2 separate regions of the Sus scrofa genome follow, and region 2 is linked to region 1. Evidence: chromatin contacts called from public HiChIP or PLAC-seq data. All regions are on one chromosome and are shown on one strand. The core of a region is the stretch at or near the end of the contact, and the rest is flanking DNA. Distances in the headings are between cores, read along the strand shown. Region 1 overlaps EPB41L4B (band 4.1-like protein 4B). Region 2 holds the start of EPB41L4B (band 4.1-like protein 4B).

Region 1 (3,342 bases), core at 688-3,187:
ACATCCCTGCTGAGCACTATGCTTGTGCCTGTAGCCAGTTGGGTCAAAGTTGCCCAGAAACCCCCTGGTATAAACAAGAACTTTCCAGATGAGTCTGTCCATAGTGCTGTCTCTGGACAGCAGTGAGCGCCCAGTCCTGGGACTGTGCAGGCACAAGGGGAAAGGCTGCTCGGGGTGGCTCCTGCAGAGGGAGAGGCCTTGACCCCACGGGGTGGCCTTAGAGCCCTTCCAGACTCCAGGTTCTGGGCAACTCCTTCACCTTCTTTTCTGGTTTCAATTATTTCTCTCCTTTATTTTATCAGCATTTTCTCCAGCTGGAGTTCTGGCATTTTTGTGAAACTTTTAATGATTTTTCCATGCTCCCTGCACCCTTTTTGGATTTGTGTGTGTGTGTGTTTTTTGCTTTTTAGGGCTCCACCTGCGGCAAATGGAAGTTCCCAGGCTAGGGGTTGAATCAGAGCTGTGGCTGCTGGCCTACGCCACAGCCACAGCCACACCAGATCTTAACCCACTAAGCAAGGCCAGGGATTGAACCTGCATCCTCATGGCTACTAGATGGATTCATAACCCCTGAGCCACACCAGAAACGCCCTTTTTTTAAAAAACCAAAAGGGAGTCTAGATCCGTGAGCTCTACCTCTATCCATGGTCCCTTCCACAGACTCACACCCCAGCCCCAGTCGGAAGCACCTGCTCCACGCTCCCCAGCACAGGCTCCTGCTGGTGTTTCTGCCTTTATAGTCACCTCATGCTGTTTTCGATTTTATGTGCCTGTCTCCAGGTCAAGACTGCGCTTCTCAAGAGCAAGGACAGTCTCTGGGTCCTAGAGCTCCTGGCCCTGGGAACTCACTCTGGGAGCATTTCCTGAGTGAATTGGAGGGTGGGGCACAGAGGGAAGGAGACTGACTTTTGCTTTAGAAAGGAGAAGTAGCCAAGGTGAAGATTCTGCCTCCTGGGGTTGAGCCTGCTCTCAGATCACAGAGGTCTCTTCCCTAGTCCTTGGTAAAAAGTGGCAAAGATGGGTGTCCCCTTCCTGGCGCAGTGGAACCAAATCCGACTAGGCACCATGAGGTTGCAGGTTTGATCCCTGGCTCTGCTCAGTGGGTTAAGGATCCAGCGTTGCCATGAGCAGCCATGGTTCGGATCTGGCATGGCTGTGGCTGTGGCTGGCAGCTGTAGCTCTGATTAGACCCCTCACCTGGGAACCTCCATATCCTGCAAGTGGGGCCCTAAAAAGAAAAAAAAAATGTACAAATGAAAGTGGTGAAGCTCTCTAAGATGGTCATACTTTTCTGTTTTTCTTTAAAGCAAGCAACCCGGTGATAGCAGCTCAGTTCTGGTAAGTGCCTCCCGGAAATGACCGCCTTTACTTGCAATGTGGACTTTTTCTTTCATACATTTAAATCACAAGGGGAGGCACCTGATGGTCCCCTCCAGCTCCCCACCCCCACCACCACCCCTTTTTCAACTGCCTGGCCAAACCATCTGCCTGGCTTTCAATAAGGGCAAGATAGAATGTTCCAAGTCAGTTTGCTTTTTGGAGAACACAGCTGCTTTGTTGGAGCGGCTTTGTGCTTTGTTTATTGTAACAGTGGGTGAGAAAGGTGATAGGAATGTGTGTGTGCACAGTGTGCTAATGGCATTGCCAGCAGGGATGGGACAGAAAGGCCGAGCTCTGGAGCAAAAGCTCCACGAGAACAAAGGCTGGATTCGCTCAGTTACGTGCAGGTTTTATGTCACACCACGTAGAAGACCTTTATCAGACACCCAGTGCCCTTCCTGCAGGAAGGGAGCTCATCACAAGACCGAGTCTCTAGCGCGGGTGTCGGGTGTCCGCGCACTTTTCTGGAAAGTGCCGGGTAGTACATGTTTTAGACCTTGTGGGCGCTGCTGTCTCTCTCGGCATCTCTCCGCTCTGCCCTGGGAGCAGGAAAGCAGCCTAGACAGTGTGTAAATGAACTTGACTTACAGGTGCAGGGGGGCCCGGTTTGGCCCGGGGGGCGTGGTTCACCACGCCCTCCTCCAGCACCTGTGGTCTTGATCTTTCCTGTTGATGGGAATCACCTGCTGAGATTTGACACCCTCTGCCAGACCACACCCCAGGCTGATCAAATTAGTCTCTGGGGACAGGACCAGGCCACTCTGGTTTTTAAGGCTCCCGGGTGGGTTCAGCCTTTCCACCCCGGATAAGACACTGTTCTACCTGGCGTGTTCCTCTTTCTCTCCCCCAAACAGTTGTTTCCTTTCCCTTCTGCTTTTTAGGGCCACACCCAGGGCAGATGGAAGTTCCCAGGCTAGGGGCTGAGTCGGAGCTACAGCTGCCGGCCTACACCACAGCCACAGCAACATGGGATCCCAGCCCTGTCTGCGACCTACATCACAGCTCACAACAACGCTGGATCCTTAAACCTACTGAGCAAGGCCAGGGCACACACCCAAGTCCTCCTGGAGACGAGTTGGGTTCGTTACCGCTGAACCATGATGGGAGCTCCTGAAACAGTTGTTTTCTTATGCGAGTTTTGGCTTCGGTGAACAGCTGTCCTGCTAGAAAGTCAGACTATAATTGTTTTGGCCCTTGTGTCCAAGCTCCAGCCGTTGGTAGCCCCATAAGTTATTAGCCTCTGGTGGTCCCAGGCAGGGGTCTCAGGCTGCCAGGGAGGGTGGGGTTTGAGATCAGCACAGCTCAGTGTGCCTTGTGCTCTGGAGACTTGGCAGAACGCAGTGCATGGGGAGCAGGTTAGTGAAAAGAGCTTGGCCAGGGGATTGGGAGGCCTGTTGTCCAGCCCAGTGTTGCTCTAACCCAGCACGGGGCCTCTCTTTTTCTCATTTGAAAACAAAAAGGTTGGGATTAAGGATCTGGCATTGTCACTGCTGTGGCTCAGGTTGCTGCTGTGGCAAGGGTTCAATCCCTGGGCCCTGGAACCTCTATGTGCCATAAACTCAGCCAAAGAAATAAAACAAAATAAAATGAAAACAAAGAGGTGAGTTTTTCAAACATTTTAGCCTCTGATCCTCCTCCCAGCCCCTGAAGGAAAGCTGACACGCAAGTCCAACACAGAGAATAGGCCTCAGTGGGGCTGCTCTGGATGATACCCACTGGGGAGAAGAGGGCAGGGCTGGCACCTGCTGCCCAACCCCCACCCAGGCAGCCCCCAAGGCACCTCCAAGGACCCCCAAGGTTCTGGAGAACACAGCTGGCCCTTGCTTCACACAGCTGGAAACTCAGCCTCTCCTCTCTGATTCCTCACGCCACCTGCAGTGCCATTGGGCTGGCGTGAGGTGTCTGGCTTTGATGTCTGCGTTCAGTTCTCAGCATCTCACGGAGGGTCCCGAGAGCCCTGTC
Region 2 (3,871 bases), core at 1,170-3,669, 69 kb before region 1:
AGCTCTTGTGGGAGTTCCCGTCGTGGCGCAGTGGTTAACGAATCCAACTAGGAACCATGAGGTTTCGGGTTCGGTCCCTGCCCTTGCTCAGTGGGTTAAGGATCCGGTGTTGCCGTGAGCTGTGGTGTAGGTTGCAGATGCAGCTCGGATCCTGCGTTGCTGTGGCTCTGGCGTAGCTGGTGGCTACAGCTCCGATTAGACCCCTAGCCTGGGAACCTCCATATGCCGCGGGAGTGGCCCAAGAAATAGCAAAAAGACAAAAAAAAAAAAAAAAAAAAAAAAAAAAAAGCTCTTGTGATTTTATCAGTCCCATGCAGATAACTCCACCTCAGACTCCTTAACCATATCTGCAAAGTCCCTTTTGTCATATATGGTAACACATTCACAGATTCTGGGGATTGAGATGTGACCTCTTTGGGGGGCCATTCTTCAGTCTATAGCATAGTACTCCTGGGCTATATAGTAGAAAATGCTTGGGAACCAGTAAGCTAGACCAGCTACCTTTGAACACCAGCTTGCTGACAGTATTCTATTAAGTCAAGTCTGGAAGGAGTAGAGAGTGGGCCTCTGAAAGCTGACTGCAGATGTCCCCACAGAACACACCATCCCACCAGAGATCCCTGTAGGGCCATAAAGGAAACGCTAGGTGATAAGTGGGTATGGCAGCTGCCCTTCAGGAACTCTGAGACCTCAGGCAGGGATATTACTTCTTTAATCCCCCTAAGTCAATGGGGATCAACAGAACTATCTGGAAGGGTTGGAGTGAGGATAATGAAAACATCATTCATGAAATCACCTAAGATGCCTCCTAAATTCATCCCTCTCTCTCTTTCCCCCTTCTGCTGTTGCCACTGCCTCCCTCGAGGCCTCTCAGAAACGGTGACTGCTTGCCAATCATGTCACATGCCTCAGCCTGGCAGTGGTTAGAAGCAACAGCTTTAAATCCCAGCAAACAAGCCTCTGTTAACCATGAAACTGGAGCAAGTCTCTTAAGCTCTCTAAGCTTCCATTTCCTCCTCTGTACAATGGGGATAAAATCTTCTATGGAATCAGGCTGTCTTGAGGACTGAGTGAGATGATGAATGGGAAGGGCTTAGCCCAGTGTCAGGCTCACACATACACACACATACCCAAAGCAGTGCTACTCTTCTCTGGAGGCCTGACCTCCTTTCAGCCACACTGGACAACCCAGTTCTCCCTGAGCCTGGACTTGAACTTGTCTGAGGGGCATTGTTTGTAAACACTTGCCTGTGCCTCCCATACTCGAAATGTGTCTGTCCTATACTACCCTCCTCTCTCTGCTTCCCAGTAACTTGTTCAGCCTTTACTAGCCTCCTCAGTTATGGCTATTTCTGCAGGCCTCTACCTCAATCGATACTGGACGCGAGTTCCTTGAGGTAAAGTGGTTTCCTGCGTAGTAGGTTGGAAAAGTACTCTGTCCTTGCTCAGCCTCTATTTCCTTATTAGGAATGAGTCCATTGGATGGCAGTGGCAGAAAAGACGCTTCTGGCTCTGAGATCGTAAACTGACAACTTAAGTAGCAGAGACCTTGTTGATTACCTAGTCCACTCCTCTCCTTTTCCGGGAGGGGAAACTTGAGGGCCTGGTGGAGCCTTCGCTTCAGGCTCTTCTCTCTCTGGCTTCCTGAGCAAGGATCCCCTAAGGGCAGGCGGCCCCTTTTGCCTAACTAGGCAAGGGGAGACTCTCAGGCGTCTCCAGGGCTCGGGGCGCCGGAAACACGTGTGTGCTCACCTACGTGTACACACGTGAACACACCTACAGCAGCAGGGGGCGCTCGGGCCGGCAGGGGGCAGCACAGACCCGGTTTGCAAATACCCGGCGCAGCCCCGAGGGAGGAGGGCGTGCTGCAGTCCCGGCGGCGGCGGCGGCGGCGGCGGCTGGAGGTGCTGCCTCCCAGGTGGGAGGCGGGGGCTGCGGGCGCAGGAAAAGGCGCCTGGGGAGCGGGCGCTCGGCGGGGCCTCCTCCGGCCCGGGCGCGACGCGGCGAGTGGGAGCGAGCGCGCCAGGAGCACGCAGGCGCCCTGCTCCGGCTGGCCCTCGGCCGGCGCGCCGCGCGGGAGCAGCCCGCAGCCCGCCCCCGCGCCCCCCGCAGCCCCCCGGGCCGCCCGCGGCCGGCCGTCTGTAGCGGGCCCTCCGCAGCGAGGACAGGCCGCCAGCCCGGGAGAGCGCGTGGAGGCGGAGGCGGCGGCGGGACGGCTCCGGGGCCGCCCCGAGCGCGCCCTCCCGCCCGCGGCCACTCGCAGCCGGCGCTGGCCGGGCCGGCGCGCCCCGCAGGCAGCCGGAGCGCGGCCTCGGCCTCGGCGGGAGCGAGCCCCGGGCCGCAGCCCGCGGGAGGCGGCGCGGGCGGTCTCGGGCACTGACGGCGTCGCGGGGCGCTCCCGGGCGGCGGCGCAGCGGCGGCGGCGGCGGCGGCGCAGGGGGCGGAGGCAAGGGGACGCCCCCAGCCAGGATGCTGCGGTTCCTGCGCCGGACCTTTGGCCGCCGCTCAATGCAGCGCTACGCGCGGGGCGCGGCAGGGCGCGGGGCCGCCGGGCTGGGGGACGAGCGCGACGGGGGCCCGCGGGGGGCCCGGCCGCCGCTGTCTCCACGCTGCCCGCCGCCCCCGGGGGCAGCGTGTTCCCAGCCAGCGGCGGGCCCCTGCTCACTGGCGGCGCGGCCGTGCACATCTCCGCCGCAGGAGCCTCCAAGGCCACCCTCTACTGCCGCGTCTTCCTGCTCGACGGGACCGAAGTGAGCGTGGACCTGCCGGTGAGTGACGGAGCCGGTCCGGGACACTGGCACCCCGCGGCCCCCGGGGCAGCTCTCCTTCCCCGATGCTTCCCTCCGGGGCACTCCCCTTGCACCTCTCCGGGATCCCCTCCCCCTTCTGCCAGCGCTTCCCTAGTCCTGGTTCCCTCTCGGGCCACCCTGTCCCGGCTTCTTCCGGGGGCCCCCATCCCTGGCCCGCACCCCTGAGTCCCAAGTCCCCGCCCCCTGGCGCGGGTGATCGGTGTTCCCCTTCCATCCCTTAGGTTCCTGCAGCAGCCTTCTTGATGCTGGGTTATTGGTTAGAAAATCTCAAAGCAATGCCTTGGGGTGGCCCACTTGCCCCCACAAAGTCGCCACCAGGCCTTGGTGTGACGACAGGGAGGAGAAGCCTCCTCGCCTACTGGCCGTCAGGTGCCCCAAGTTTGGGAAGGAGCCAGGGGACCATTTCTGCTCTCTCCTGATCCCATCTCGGCGCCCCCCGCCCCCCATTCCCATCCTAAAGGGCCCCCCTGGCCCGCTTCCTCACAGGGGGGTTGGGCCACTCGGGAGCTAAGTCTGGAATCGGCTCTCCCACATCAGGCCAACTTTGCACCGGCAGAGCCCCTGCTGGGGCGTTGGGAGTGGGCCCCGAGGTGCCCACGGCCTGGCGCGCCGGACTTTCTCCGAGGGTAGCGTGAGGGGAGCCGCGGAGGCACTCCAGGGCGGCTGCGCGGAGGCCTCAGTCCCGGGCCACCCGCCCACAGGTGGTTGCACCCCGCCCCCTCCAGCGGAGAGCTAGGCTGGCGCTGCGGTCCCCGCCAGGGCGGCCGGCTACCTACGTGTCTTTCTAGCCGAAGGGGCCAGATTGATCAAATCAAACCCGCACATTAATGGGGCGCCTACTGTGCACCCGGCGCTGCGGCAGACGGTGCCTTTGGGAATCTTTGGGTGTGACTGAGAACACAGGAACGATTGAGCTTTAAGATGAATGTTACCGATCATCCCGAGGGTTTCAAGGGAAAAAAGAAATAACCTACCGGCACTTCCAAAGACAGCATTTAGTGGGGGAAATTGGGCTTCAGGAGAGAACTGGAAACCTGTAAGGGTTCTGAATGGGGAAGTCA

The links. HiChIP or PLAC-seq counts read pairs in DNA pulled down with a chosen protein or histone mark.
Region 2: an H3K27ac HiChIP or PLAC-seq map of skeletal muscle shows a contact between it and region 1. The contact joins the promoter of EPB41L4B here to the enhancer-like site in region 1. A contact is called at or near these places in 4 of 5 promoter capture datasets (fetal liver, fetal skeletal muscle and liver), 15 of 47 Hi-C or Micro-C datasets (alveolar macrophages, embryonic fibroblasts, epiblast stem cells and 8 more) and 1 of 2 datasets of contacts at active chromatin or transcription factors (skeletal muscle).

The regions. Positions count from the first base shown.
Region 1 is chr1:250,298,611-250,301,952 of Sscrofa11.1, reverse strand. EPB41L4B (band 4.1-like protein 4B) reads left to right here. Exons shown (of 27, transcript XM_021067313.1): 14 at 1,308-1,338. Among named protein-coding and RNA genes, the nearest start is that of EPB41L4B, 69 kb to the left of the region's middle. Within about 2 kb of position 1,937, at least 17 of the 83 cell types and tissues checked have an H3K27ac peak or open chromatin away from gene starts, as enhancers often do. A contact at or near this core is called in skeletal muscle, where this site is marked.
Region 2 is chr1:250,367,445-250,371,315 of Sscrofa11.1, reverse strand. EPB41L4B (band 4.1-like protein 4B) reads left to right here and starts at 2,419. Exons shown (of 27, transcript XM_021067313.1): 1 at 2,419-2,578; 2 at 2,581-2,768. The coding sequence starts at 2,470.